Regions from separate parts of the Cricetulus griseus genome. Here region 1 is linked to region 2. The links are chromatin contacts, called in public Hi-C maps. All regions are on one chromosome and are shown on one strand. The core of a region is the stretch at or near the end of the contact, and the rest is flanking DNA. Distances in the headings are between cores, read along the strand shown.

Evidence for each region. A called contact is a pair of places that touch in the nucleus more often than the background predicts.
Region 1: a contact with region 2 is called in a Hi-C map of fibroblasts, with 11 times the contacts expected there. The contact joins the promoter of Tshr here to the enhancer-like site in region 2. A contact is called at or near these places in 5 of 8 Hi-C or Micro-C datasets (the CHK-Q cell line, the CHL-YN cell line, the CHO-K1 cell line and 2 more).

Annotation. Positions count from the first base shown.
Region 1 is chr5:113,481,285-113,487,892 of CriGri-PICRH-1.0, forward strand. Tshr (thyrotropin receptor) reads right to left here and starts at 3,674. Exons shown (of 10, transcript XM_035445922.1): 1 at 3,505-3,674. The coding sequence starts at 3,674.
Region 2 is chr5:113,107,004-113,114,317 of CriGri-PICRH-1.0, forward strand. Sel1l (protein sel-1 homolog 1) reads left to right here. Exons shown (of 20, transcript XM_027418649.2): 20 at 1-3,277. Among named protein-coding and RNA genes, the nearest start is that of Ston2, 25 kb to the right of the region's middle. Within about 2 kb of position 5,953, at least 1 of the 6 cell types and tissues checked has open chromatin away from gene starts, as enhancers often do.

The DNA of each region.
Region 1 (6,608 bases), core at 2,424-4,923, 370 kb after region 2:
AGTCTCAACAGCATTTCTGAACACACTCCCCAGAGGTGGACAAACCCTTTACCGAACTGACTGAAGCCCAAGACCCAAGACCCAAGACAATGTGGGAAGTGCCAGGGGGTACAGGTGGTCATCACTGCCATCATGAAACTGATGGGGGAGAGTATATCTTTCTCTACCATGCTACTGGTGTTAAAGGACAAGGCGAGTCAGCACTTTTCTTCTGCAGAGAGGCAACACAGGTCCACCTTTTGAATAGAGGAGAGTGATGGCCCAGCTTGCTATGTTTGGTTTGGAGTTATTATTATGCATAATTATGTGCTAAAAATCTGTTGTTGCTTTGCTTTCCACTTTTTTCAAAATCCTCCAGAGAGGTACATATTCGCTCGTTTATTTACTGGGGGCTGTGCTGTGGTGCTCATGTGGTGGTCAGAGGACGACTTTGGGAGAGTCAGTTCTCTCTTTCCAGGGATCAAACTCAGGTTGCTGTGCAGTGAGTGGGGCAAGCTCTTTTACCCTTCGAGCCATCTCACTGGCCCTATGTGCCCACATCTTGAATTGCATACTTTATCTAAGTTTCTTCATGTGATTCTCAAGCAAGAGGATTAAACTTTCTGCTCCTTTTTTTTTTTTTTTGCGTATCAAAAGGTGGTTGACTGATACAAATGGGGAGCAAGAATAACAGCCCCCCTTACCTTGTCATAACTTCTGCTATAATGAGGGTGCCTTTTTGCCCTGTGGAGAAGGATGTAAGGAGAAGACCCAGAACCATACTATAACAGTTTCCTTCCCATCGGTAAGACCACAGTGCAGGTGTGTGGGCAGCGGAGAAAGAAGAGATCTTCTTCACTCTCACCACCATAGCACACATCCTCAGCACCTTAGTGGTATGTAAAACAGCCAACCCATCCTTGTGTAGCATCCTGATGGGAGTTGCAAAGTGAGGCAAACAGCTCTGCAAGAGCACAAGGCCTTGCATTACAAGCCAGAGGTTCTTAACAATGCTAAAAAAGAGGATGGTGTAGTATTGCAGAACACTGTCGGTGAGTGATATGGCTGCAGCAGCACTCGTGAACTAATAAAAGCTATGATTACCTGCACGTGACTTGAGTCTGTCAGCATCCTGCCATGAAGTTGGTAGGGGCTCACGAGGCCCCCACCCCTACCTGAGGATTGATAGGAGGTTAATGGTTTCTTGGGAAGGGAGAGACATTTTCTTTAGGGGTTTTATTATCATAGCAAGGTGTCCACAGTCCTCCTCATTCATGTTTTGTAGGCAATACTAGTTAAATTTGTTGGGACAGACACACACACACACACACACACACACCACACACACACACACAAAGGTAGGAGACTAGTTCAGAAGAAAACGGAGATCAGGGGACAAGAGAGGGTAAAGGGGCTGAATATGATCAAATACTGTATATATATAATAAACATGTCATATGAATTCCATTATTCAGTATAATCAGTACATGCTAACAAAAAGCATTAGCAAAGTTTAAAGCAGGCATACACTGTAGCAGTGTAAATCCTGTGAGAGAACATCCCTCAGGCCATTGAGCAAGCATACCGTGCCATCCACCCACACTTAAAACAAAATCAGCCGTATCTTCCCCATCTCAGAGTAACTTCACTCTTCAGGAGCTAGCACCCGGCCTCCACTGCTCTCAAGGTCAGATCCACCTGTTTCTGTGCAATCACTCCCTGTGAATCAGTGATTTTCTTCATTCCTGACATAGCATCAGAAGCCTCTTTGAATAGAAGGAAAACTGAGTCCTGTTGAATAAATGATCTCACTTTCAGCATTTCCCTTCCCCAACATTTTGTGGGTGATGGGGAGGTCCTTTGCACTCACTTGTCTCTTGTCGCTTGTCTCTCCCCTCTCCTGGTAACTCTGTGAAGAAGGGATGTCTGGGCTTCTGACACCCTGAGACAAGAGTATGCGTTCATTTTTTCATTTACTTAAGTTTTTTTTCTTTTTCTTTTTGTGGGCTGGCATGACAGGGTCCCTGCGTTGCAGGTATTCAGCCTTCTTGGATGAGCATACAAACAGATGACCTAAGGGCAGTGAGCTTGTCCTTTTGGATTTTGAAGTTTGTACAAGAGTCCCATTTTAGAGACTCTCGGTACTATTGGTAGGGTTTTCATCACTATGTGTTTTATTTTGTGCAGACAGTGTGGAGAATGAAGTGCTACTCAGAGGTTATTGCAGTAACTTCCATGGGAAATAAGACACAAGGGTAGGTGGATGAGTTTCAACTAGCGGACTAAACAGACTACAGAAACATGTACCTGGGAAGCAGTCATCTGATGACTGCATCTAGAAGATACGTTCTTGAGAAAATCTTGAGGTAGGATTGCTTTTCGTTTATCTCCACATCCTCTGGGGGTAAGCAGCCCTTTTGTCTTAGTGTTCTTTCTGTGGTATTTTTAGCCAATCTGTTTTAGGGATCACTGATTTAAATGTCGGTTAAGAACCTAACATTTATAACGAAGGTGAAAATGTGCTTTATGAAATCTCTTCTCTTTCCTCATGTATATTAAAAGGAAATTCTGGATATGCTAAGTAGTGGTACAGGTTGGGCAGCTCACAGTTAGGATCTATACATATTGGATGAGGGTACACTGTACTTTTTATTATTTTAAAATAATTTTAATTTTACTCTTTTTTTGTTTTTGTTTTTTTGAGACAGGGTTTCTCTGTGTAGCTTTGGAGCCTATCCTGGCACTCGCTCTGGAGACCAGGCTGGCCTTGAACTCACTGAGATCTGCCTGCCTCTAACTCCTGAGTGCTGAGATTAAAGGTGCACCACCAACGGCTGGCTAATTTACTCTTTTCTAATTTCATATATACATGAAATACCCTTCTCCCCCACTCCCTTCTCTTATTGCCCTCTGATTTCCTCTGGAACCCTTCTTTACTCTGACATGTCCACAGGTACATTTATAAATAGGCTCCTGATTAAGTTTTTTTTTTTTTTTTTTTTTTTTAGATGGGGATCTCTTTTTATTGCCCTGTAGACCAGGTTGGCCCAGAACTCACAGAGATCCACCTGCCACTGCCTCCTGACTGCTGGGGTTAATGGCGAGGCTCACTCTGCCCATCTCTGATTAAGTTTTTAACTATTATTTGATAAGTCAAATGGCTAAGGTAATTTCTCACCTAGGGAGACTAAAAGGGAAATTGCTGGAGAGGAGGAATTTTATTATCTAGGATAATTTTTTAACGTTAGTTCATAAGTTGCTTTACGTCTTACTATCACCTTAACTGAAACGAAAATTCAGCGGGCACTAGGAGTTGGCAAAATACATTAGTAGCTCTTCAGAAAATACAACCCTCAATGTCATCTTGTTCCAAAGTTTTGTTAAGGGTTCTTTTCCCTGTGTCAGCAGCACAGACGACCTTCCTAAGTATGTGCGACTGATTTTGTCCAGGGACTGACCAGTCACCGGCACACCTCATCACACACCATAAGTTTCTATCTAGGGGCCTTGGCCTTGGCTACTTACAGAGTCTGGGTGCTGGGTGGTAGGCTGGGGATGCGGTGGAGTTCCTTGCAGGTGACTCTGAAGTCGTCCTCCTCGTGGCATTCGCAGGGTGGAGACGCACATCCTCTGCCCCACAGGCTCCCGGGCAGGGCGAGCAGGAGCGCAAGCTGCAGCAGGTACCCTGGCCTCATTTTCCAAGGGACCTCCTAGGCTACTTCATGGTTGCGCGCTGTCGCCTCATTCTCTGTGCCCAGCGCCTGACGCTGGAGGAGACCGGGGAGCGAGAGGGAGGAGGAGGGTTCCGAGGGGCTGTGACCTCATCGCTGGAAAGCACGCTGGAGAGGGGGCAGGAGAGGCTCTCAAGTACTCAGCTTGCCTAGGCAACTCTCCATCCAAACAAGCCAGCTTGCCGCACTTGATCAGCCTCGCAGCTCTTTCTGTTCCGAGACACCCAACCTGTACTCTCTCTCAGTCCTGCCCATTAAATTTTTCTAAAGCCCCATAGACGCGCCTTCTTCTTCCCCTCTCTCCGAATTCCTGGAGCCACCTTTCTTGACTGAGCAGCCTTTAAGTGCGGTGGCGACCGGGGACCCACCCAAATGGGCTTCGTCTAATGTCACCAAGGAGGAGACTGTTGTGGGACACTCTAGTGTCCCCTGGAACTTCGGCTTCTCCAGGATAAAGTCACCTTTGCTGAGAATTGGAGCCGACAACACAGCCGGAACCAGCTCAGGCGGCAGCCGAAGTGGAATGTGACACTCCGGGAGGATTCTCGATGCTGGCCAGCTGGAGCAGCCAGGGACGTCGCGCTTCGGTGATTCTCAAGCCACTAAACCTGTGGTCTGGACGTCTCAAGATGCAAAACCTGAGCAACTCCGTCAAGTCAGGCGCTGGGCTCTGGAGCCATCTGCTGTGGACATCTGGGAACTGCGTGTGCAGGTCCCATTGCCGCGCGGTGACAATCCGGTTTTGCCAACAGGAGGGAGCCTGCTTAGAAATCTAGAAATTCCCCTTCATCCTGTCCAGAAAACGAGAGTAAAAAGGAACATTAAGTGCTACATCATTTTTCACACATTAAACAAAAATATTAATAATAAATATAAACTAGATTATGTCATTTTTCTTCTTGAAAGCGTAATTGCTTTCTAATTCCCCGAGGAACAAAAGGAACACTAATTCCTGATATGCTACAAGGTTTCTTTTAAATGTATCTCTAGAACAGGATGGAAAGGCTAGGGTTCTGGGTATCCAAGGATTCATTAAGAGAGAAGACTCTGAAAATGCAAGATTGATTAGGCTGGAGGTCAAGGGTAGGTCAATATTAAGATGCATTGAACTGTACGATTAAGGTACATGCATTCCAGTGTTTATAGAAACTTTATCAATAGTCACCCCCAAAGTATAAACAACCCCACATCTTCTTCAAGAAGATAGTCAATGCACAGATGCTATTTCACAGTAAAATGAATCCAACATTAGTTTAGACAACATATACAAATCTTCAATGTGAACGATAAGCGCAAGAAACCAAATTCAAAAAATTGTGTATTTATATGTGAGCATTCATATATATGACATCAGGGCTGGGGATGTAGCTCAGTTGGCAGAGTGCTTGCCTAACATGTCCAAGGTTCCAAACCTAGCAGAGCATAAACTTGGTGTGGTAGCACACTTCTGTAACCCCAGCATGTGGAAGTCAGAGGCAGGAGGGCCAAGGTCCTTGGCTATACAGCAAGTTCTAAGCCACATGGACTATATGAGACCCCCTACCAAAGGACTGACATCTCAAAAGAGACTGACTACGAACAGACATCAATATATTTTTCTGGGAACAGAAATTTTCTCAGTTCATTGTGGTGGTCCCATGGCAATTTCTAAATGTGAAGAATTATAGTGCATGCATTTTGAATGTTGAAACCATCTTAAACCCAGGGATAAATGCTCTTTGGCTGTTTGTAATGCATTCTTGCAGTAACTTTACTGACATTCTGTTTGAGTTTCATGTAGATGTTCCTAAGGAAAGATGGTCTATTACTCTTTTCTTTAGTTTCTTTTGTGTAGTAGTATTCTCAGTAATCGATTCTTTCGTCACAGACTGAATTGAGAAATATTTCTTCCTGTCTACGTTTGTATTAGAGCTTCTATACAATTTTATATTTTATTCTTATCTGGTAGAATTTACCAGTGAAGCCACCTAAACATTGAGTTTTCACTACAAAATTGACTTCTAAAAACAAGTGAAATGTTATTCAGGCTCTTTCATTCTCGTTAGACAGTTTGGCAGTTTTTAATTTTATAAAGGATTAGTTATCTATTGCTGTCTTCATTGCCATAACATTGTTTACAATATTATCTCCATGCATTTATACAAACATGCATAATCTGTTCTAATGTTAGCTCTTTCATACCCAATATTGCCATTTTGTGTCTTCATTCTGTTTTTCACATTGACACTTTGAGGGCTTTGTTAGTGTCATTGATATTCTCAAGGCAGTGTATTTTCAGTTCATAGATCCCATATTATAGTCCATCCACATGGGCATGTCAACTGGTGTTGTCATTGTGCAGGTTTTGTTTAGGTGACCATATTGTTGAGATTTCAAGGGTGCAGCTTTCTTGTGATATAGAGAAGACACTATGTCTCAGATGACATCCTGGTCCTCTGGTGCTTACAATCTTTCTACCTCCCTCTCTCACAGTGCCCCTTAAGCTATAGGTATAGGGGTTGTGTTGTAGATGCATCATTTAGGGTTGGGTACTCAGTGGTCATTTGCTCTCTGCATTTGGCCAACTGTGGATTTCTCACCTCTACCAATGCTCAGTCTGAAGGGGTGATCTGCTGAACCTCAGATTGTATCTCCAGACTGCGCTGCTCTCCACCAAGCCTCTGAATCTAAGACTGCAATCCTCAGAAGCAAATGCCCTGAATTCCTGTCTCTTCCTGCCTTATATTCCTCTCCTTGCTCAGTCATATCTCTCCTGTCTCCACATCCCTAATGCTGGGATTAAAGGCTTGTGATCCCAAGAGCTGAGATCACCTTTGTGTGAGCTCTTTCTATTTTAGACTGGATCAATTTTGTGTAGCTCAGTGTGGCCTTGAACTAACAAATATCTATCTGCCTCTG
Region 2 (7,314 bases), core at 4,703-7,202:
ACTTCACTTCTTGTAATGGAATAGAAGTAAAACTCAGTGAACTGACTCCTTGCACTCACATAGGAATTTGCCCCCAACTCCTCAGTGTGATTTGCTTGTTGGTTTGAGTGTACAGAATAGTCCAGAAGCCAGAGGATGGACTAATGGAGAAATCAGAAAACAGCCTTAACCGACTTCAGGGGGATGGATGAGACACACCCACCCACAAGGTGATGCGTTGCTTCCCAGGTTTCGTTTTACTTTTCATTTCTTACTGTACAGAGAACAGAGAACCCTCTGAGAATCTTCAAATATGAAATACTATTGTCAAGATATGGCAGGCAGTGACTTTCCTTGTAATACTAAAACTCAGATCATTAAGGACAGGTTAGAACCACTGCATGGCGAACACAGGGAGACCATTCTGGATGCTGTGGTAGCTTTTTATTTGTGACCGTTTTATGAGGCTGTAGAAAGTCAGCCACTCGCTTAGCTGTCCTATCACCACCCTCCTGTTGCAAACATTAGGAAATTAAGGCTATTGTTACACTTGAGCATTGCCCGCTTAAATAGACGCAGAAACAACGAACAATGAGAGCTTCCCATAATCACCCACGTGAAAGAATTAAAGCCTAAACTGAATGGGTGGTTTGTGTAATCCAGTGGCGGCGCCCATCAGCCAGCAACCCGTTCATAGTCACCTGTACACTTTCCCCGTCTGCCAGGAAACTTGAGTTTACCACTTGTGGTGTTTGTACCGCTTTGGGTCTGAATGTTGGGGTTATAATCAGAACTAGACTTAGTTCATCTATAATGAACATGAAGGCTGTAAATGTGAAAGTGTATACTTTGTGTGTGCTTACAGTATTATGGGATATCTGGTAAGCAAACTTTCTTCCCAGATATTTGCCTCCAAATTTGAAGAGGTGGCCACAGAGAGGCCGTGTGCATAGAAGAGGGTCTTTGAGAGGCAGTAAGTGTGTTCCTCTCAAAAATGTAATGTTGCTTTGGGCAGCACCTGTAAATAGTAAGGCTTATTCGGTGTCCTGTGCTTAAAGATTAGATTGTGAGTGGTCCGGTAAATCAGGGCCGTCACTACTGCCTCTCCTCCCTACCCCACCCCACCCTCAGCCCAGCATAACCCATGGTGGCGGCGCTCGCTCTTCATTTAGAAGGCACTATTAAAGTTATTTAGAGGAATTGGGTACAGTGGTATACCAGTAGTCCCAGCTCCTTGTGGGGCTGAGGAAGGAAAATCACTTTAGGCCAGGAGTTCAAGACCAGCCTCGGCAACAAAACAAGACCCAGTCTCTAAAAATTAACCAATAGTTGGGAACTCTCTAAGGTGTTACAACTTCTGTGGTTTTCCTGTACCACCCACCTAGTATGTCTTTGGACAGAAGCATTTGGTGTCCATCTTTCCTCCCCTCAGAGAGTATGTAGAAAAAAAATCCTTCTTAAACTAGAATGCACTACCTGAGGCTTGAAGGGACAGCATGGTCTTGTTCTTCGTGCAGCAGACTTGCCCCTTGCTGTCTGTTTATTGTTAATACTGCAGATGGCCTTCCCTTGGCTTGTTCCACCTTCTCTCCAGCCTGGGTCATTTGTACCCAGAAATCTGGGTAGTACGTTTAAAATAATTTCAGTTCTTAATGGCTTCTTTCAAAGATGGTCTCAAAATGCTTTGCTCCCGGTCTCTTCCTGCTCGTGGGACATGGTACATAAGCAAATAGGAATTGGGTTTGGTGTTTCTCTTCAAAAATAATGCACAGTACTTACTAATGGCATCCATTTGAAATAAAGTGGCAATAAAGCTAGTTAATGTCAGTGACATTACGCCAACTCCAGGCTTCAGGAGTTTTAGCATCAGGATTTAGATTTACAGATAGAGTGTGGCTTCTTTGTTCCCTCTCTCTGTAGCCCATCCCTCCTGCTGCCTATTGTGGTCTGTCTTGTCCTCTGTTCAGCCCCTGTTCACCTGTGTCCCTGCCTCATTGGGTAGCCAGCTATTTCAGAGTCTTGAGACCACGAGTTTTACTTTGGTGGTATTTTGCAAAGGTGAAGGCTTTCTTTTAGTTTGAAGTTTTTGTTTCTGGTCTCTGGGTTTTCTTGGTTACTAACCGAAAGCACAGAAAAAGGTAAATCAAAGGCTATTTTCTTCTCAAAAAAACCATTAACACCTAAACCAGATTAATGTAAAAATACAAGTCCTAAGTCTTGATATCCTTGAAGGTTTGTTATTCTTCTGAATGTAAGATTCATTTCTCACCATTTTACCACTCACCTGTCTTGTCTCTACCATGGAGAAACGCTACAGGCCTCCTTCAAGGATCTGATAACAAGCTGGTTGATGGCTGGGTATTCTACACATAGAATTTTGTTTTTGTTTGACTGGTTGGTTGGTTTTTTTTCTCTCCCTTCTTTGCTCCTTAGTGCTTGGGAGCAGGCAAGTGTGCCTCCAAATGCGGACCTCAATTCTTCATGTGTGTGGCATTTGCACCAGTGTCTGATTCTGTCTTAGAAACCTTCCTTTCCAGGGGTTTGCACTAACACTTCACATGTACATTTCAGAACAAGATGCTTCTGGCGGCCCACTCCCCGCCAAGAAGAGCAAGCTCGTATTTACTCCAGAAACCACTGGTATTTGGCAGTGACTCTAAAGTGTGTTAGACAATATTATGGTCAGAGGTATACAAGAAATAACCAGAGCAAAAGAAAACTATCTTATGCAAAAAAAAAATTTTTTTTTCTTCAGTTATTGCTCAGATATGAGGGAAGAATGTTCCTGGATGCTGTAGTGTCTGGTTTTTAGATGGGTCGTGTTCTTTGGGAAGAAGCCAAGTGTCTCTACTCACTAGGGATTTCAAGAGAATTGGAAATAACCAGGTATACCAATGATCTGTATCTTAGAGAGACTGTTTACACATTTAGAAAGCTGACTGTGTGCATAAGAAGGGACCTTTATTTCCTTGTAGGGAGCCACCCAGATGTGCAGTCTTTACTATTTATTGAGGAACAATCTGACACTATTTCTCTTTTATTTACAAAACAATGTTGACATGATCAAAGTGTGACCACTCTACTCGTCGAGGGGGAGTTCTTAAAGAACAGAAGCTGGCATTGTGAAGGAACACCATAGTAGACTTTTGTAAATTTCTTTTGTATTTAATGGAATGCAGTGTAAAGGCTGGTGAAGTGTATTATAATTGTGTAAACAAACCCTGTTAATAGAGAGATGTACAGATTCGTTTTGTACTGTATCTTGAAACTTGTGAAATAAAGATCCCTCCTCTGGTTATCTGTCTGTGGCAGTGTGTCATGCCCAAAGGCCTTCCCATCCAGACTTCTGCTTTTAGCCCGGAAGAGTCAACATTTTAGTGAACCTTCCTTGAAATTCAGAAACAGCATTCTAGAATGCATTCATCCGGGGAATTTTGAATCTGTCTTTCATTTTTAACATCTGTCCATCAGAGTCCCCTGAATTGAACATTGTGCTGGGGAGGACATGAAATTGTCAGGAAGTGATAACTTATTTGTGGAATCTCTGGGTTCTGGCCTTATTCTGCCTGAGATGTATATAGTAAGCAGGACTCACCTCTATCTAGACTGATTATAGTATAACTTGCCAACATATATATGTCTGTGCATGCTTATCCCGGGGTTTAAAGAGGGCCTGTTGTAGAGACACAAGTACAGCACAATAAAGCCCATTTAAAATAAGATCTAAATAAAGGGAAATGGGAAACAGCATTAGCTGAGAGTAAGCTTTGTACACACAGCCCTAGCAAGGGTTGAGGGTATGGCAATGAGAGGGGCTTTCTGCTAGGAATACGGCTAGAAGGTGGGGGTGGTGACACAACAAACACACCATCATGCAGAACTTATATGAGAAGGAAGTTTTATTGGGAAGGGAAGGGAGTGGGGGAGAGAGAAGAAATGGACAGACAGATCTCTCTCCACCTCAGAGAGACAGTGGGAAGAGGGGAGGTGCACGGAGTTTGCCTCTTAAAGAAATCTTTGCACCTTCGTGCAGACTACCGAGTGATGTAGCAGCCATAGGAAACTGGGCTGGCCAGGGTACTGCCTGAGTGCATTCTGCCAGGTGACAGGGCAGGCCAGCACAATGCCTGAATCCTAACACCAATAAAGTGTGAGAGGCCCTGGGTTCCATCCTCAGGGGAAAAAGCAAGCAAACTGGAAGAAAGCTATAGGTTTGTCCCTCCACACCCTGGCAGGCAACTCAAAGGTGATGAGAGCTAAATGGCCCAGCTCGGTATCAGATCCTTGGACAAGAAGTCAGGATAATACAGAGTGTCACAAGTCAGATCTCAGTTGTTACTCCAAGAAACACAGCACCTAAGATGGCCTTGGCCAAAGTGAAAGTAGAGATAGAGACATCAGAGTGACAACCTCTGCAGCTGCCAGCTCAGCCTGGAATTAGGGTGGTAGCTGCATACCACTAATACCATTTCCATCAGGGGGGTACAGCAAAGCCCTCGGTCTTTGTTGGCTATCACAGCTTCTCCCCTTTAACTCTTGGAGGGTAGGAGGGTACTAACTTACATTGGCTGTACTTCCTTGGAAATTTGCTGATGCTAAACTATGGAATTGAGAGTTTGCCCATCTGCATTTCCCAGATTCTTCTGCCATGGCCTTGCCCACTGTATCCTTTTTCTTAGCAGTGCATGAACTATGTACAATTTTAAAAAGTAGAAACTATGAAAGAATGCAAAAGGAAACAATTGCTTTCTATTTTTGAGGCATATGTGTATTAAAAAAAAAAACTGGTAGTTGAGGAGGGTGTGTTCCTCTACCACCTCTGCTACAACTTAGAAAGTAGGCAGGTTAAACATGAGTAAAAGTGGGTCTTGAAAATTCTACCAAACTAATATTTTGTTACTGTTACATTTTGGACAAAACCACACACCTTTAATCCCAGTACTTGGGAAACAGAGGCAGGCAGAGCTCTGTGAGTTCTAGGCCAGTCTGGTCTACATAGCAAGTTCCAGGACAGGCAGAGCTGTTACACAGAGAGACCCTGTCTCAAAATAAGAGAGACAAACAAAGAAAGGAAGCAAGGAAGGAAGGGAGAGAGACAGGAAAGAAAGAAAGAAAGAAAGAAAGAAAGAAAGAAAGAAAGAAAGAAAGAAAGAAAGAGAGATTTAAAATAGCCTGGTGTTGATGCTAACATATGTATTAAGTTTTATTTTAAACAAAAAGATAAAGAAAATCATGCATCACTTTCTTACGTGAATTGAGGAGCATGTAGTCAGTCAGTTACCCTCCCTTTGAACATCCACGTTGCTCATGGAAGTAGTCATCATGGCTCAACCCACGTTCCTTTTGCTTTCTCTCTGCCTCCCAACAGAACCAGCCTCTCAGCACGGAGAAGGCTTTCTTCTAAGTCTTAGAAGTACTGGGAAAGCCACGTAGCCCAAGGAAGGACTCTGAACTTAGAAAATGAAGATGTCACTGTTTTACATGATTCTCGATTTCCGTGTGCATAGAAACCATTCTTGAAAGCAGACTTATTTTTGAGCTGTGCAAATGCAGCTGTGGGTTTCAGATCTTACCCATCTGGGTTTCCCCACTCTCCTCCCGGGGCCTTACCCATTCTATGCTTTTCCTAACCAAAAAAAAAAAAAAAAAAAAAAAAAAAAAAAAAAAAAAAGGATGTGAAGAACACGTTTGCATTGGACATTTTTGTTCTAAATGAAATGTATCCAGGCTAATCCTGCTTCTTTGTATATGCCCAAGCCATTGGGGGGGGGGCGGACTCTGCTGTGCTTCATCTCTGAAAACAGTTGCTCTGGCATCCTGCATGCATGCCATTTTCTTTCGCTTACTGTTTGAACAGTGTTGTTTGGTAACAACTTACACAATACATGCAAATGTGCTTCCTACAGAGGGTTGAAAATAGCACCACTGTTTCCCTAGAACCCTTTCCTGACGTGAACTGAAATAAGTAGAACTGTCCACAGAGCAGCTGGAGACAGCTGCCTCCATTCATTCAGAGAGGCCCTCCCTTTGTTTAGTTGGTATCTATTCCATCATTGCGACCTAAAAATAATGAAACCATTATAACAAGACTGACATTCTGTATACTTGTGTCACCAGATACAACACAGTTAAGTTATGGTCAGGACATGTATGCCTTAAAATACTGAGGTAAAGTATTAGCTGCAGAAAAAAAACGATTTCCTCCCTCTAGCCTGGTAACTTTATTAAATGGTCTTTTCATTCTCCATTCTAGATCAGTGAGGCAGATGGGTAAGGGAGGGGTCAGACACAACCTTCATGGCTGCATTTGCAGCCCCATCTACTTCTTCCACAAGCCCTCTTGAAAGGGCTAATGCAAGAGGTTAGGGATCAGCCTTATTCACACCAAATGGCCCTCCAATGCAAAGACAGGGAAAGAGGCCACGGGAAGGAGGAAGAGTTTGTGGGTGAGTGACTAGAGGGTCTTGGGCTAGCCACTCCACATGGATGTCACAGACATCGTGTGACTGATTGAATTGGGGGTGATGGGAGTTGCTGTTGAGGTCCTACCCAGCTGTGAAGATCTAAAATGCCAGAGGTGACATCATGGTGGAAATGACACATCATTGTCCTAAAACGATTAACCCCAATAATACAGTTTCCTCTTACACTAAAGCAAGTCAGTCTTAAGGTTTGTAAGCTTTCATGTGTGTCCTTCATTCAACAGTCTTTATTGTGTTCAAGGCACTGAAATAGATTTGAAGTGAAGTGTGAAAGAATAAATTGAAAGCAGCCCTTGTCCTTCAAGAGACATCTTCACCATTGAGGAAACACGAAGAAGTAATGGTGCTTTGCCTGCATTAACTGAACCGAGTTGTAAAAACTCCATGATGCCAGTCCCGTCCCCAGGGTTCCCCTAACAGCTGAAGAAGCCAACGTACAAAAATCTGAGCAACTTGAGATTGCTCAGCTATTGCTATTCATAACACTCAAATGCAAATGCAAGACATTCCTGGCTCTGAAACCCACGTCTTAAACCACTGTGCTAGGCAACATGGTGAGATCTACGATGGAGATGTGGATGGTCCCGTGGGGACTAACAAAAAATGCAGCCTCTGTCCCCTTCTGTGTCAACCTGTCCCGCACTGTCATGCTCTTCTATTTTTAGCATGTGCCACTAAAGTAGTGTTTACAGGCATCTGGTGTCACACTGTGACTTTAATCAGGACAAACATCTGGAGTGTGTGAGCATTGACCATCGTTGCTCCACCAAGTCTAGGGCTAGGTGAAACAGCTTAAATGGCTGAAGGAACCTTGTGACCAGAATCTAAATCCATTCCCCTTTGACTGACATCT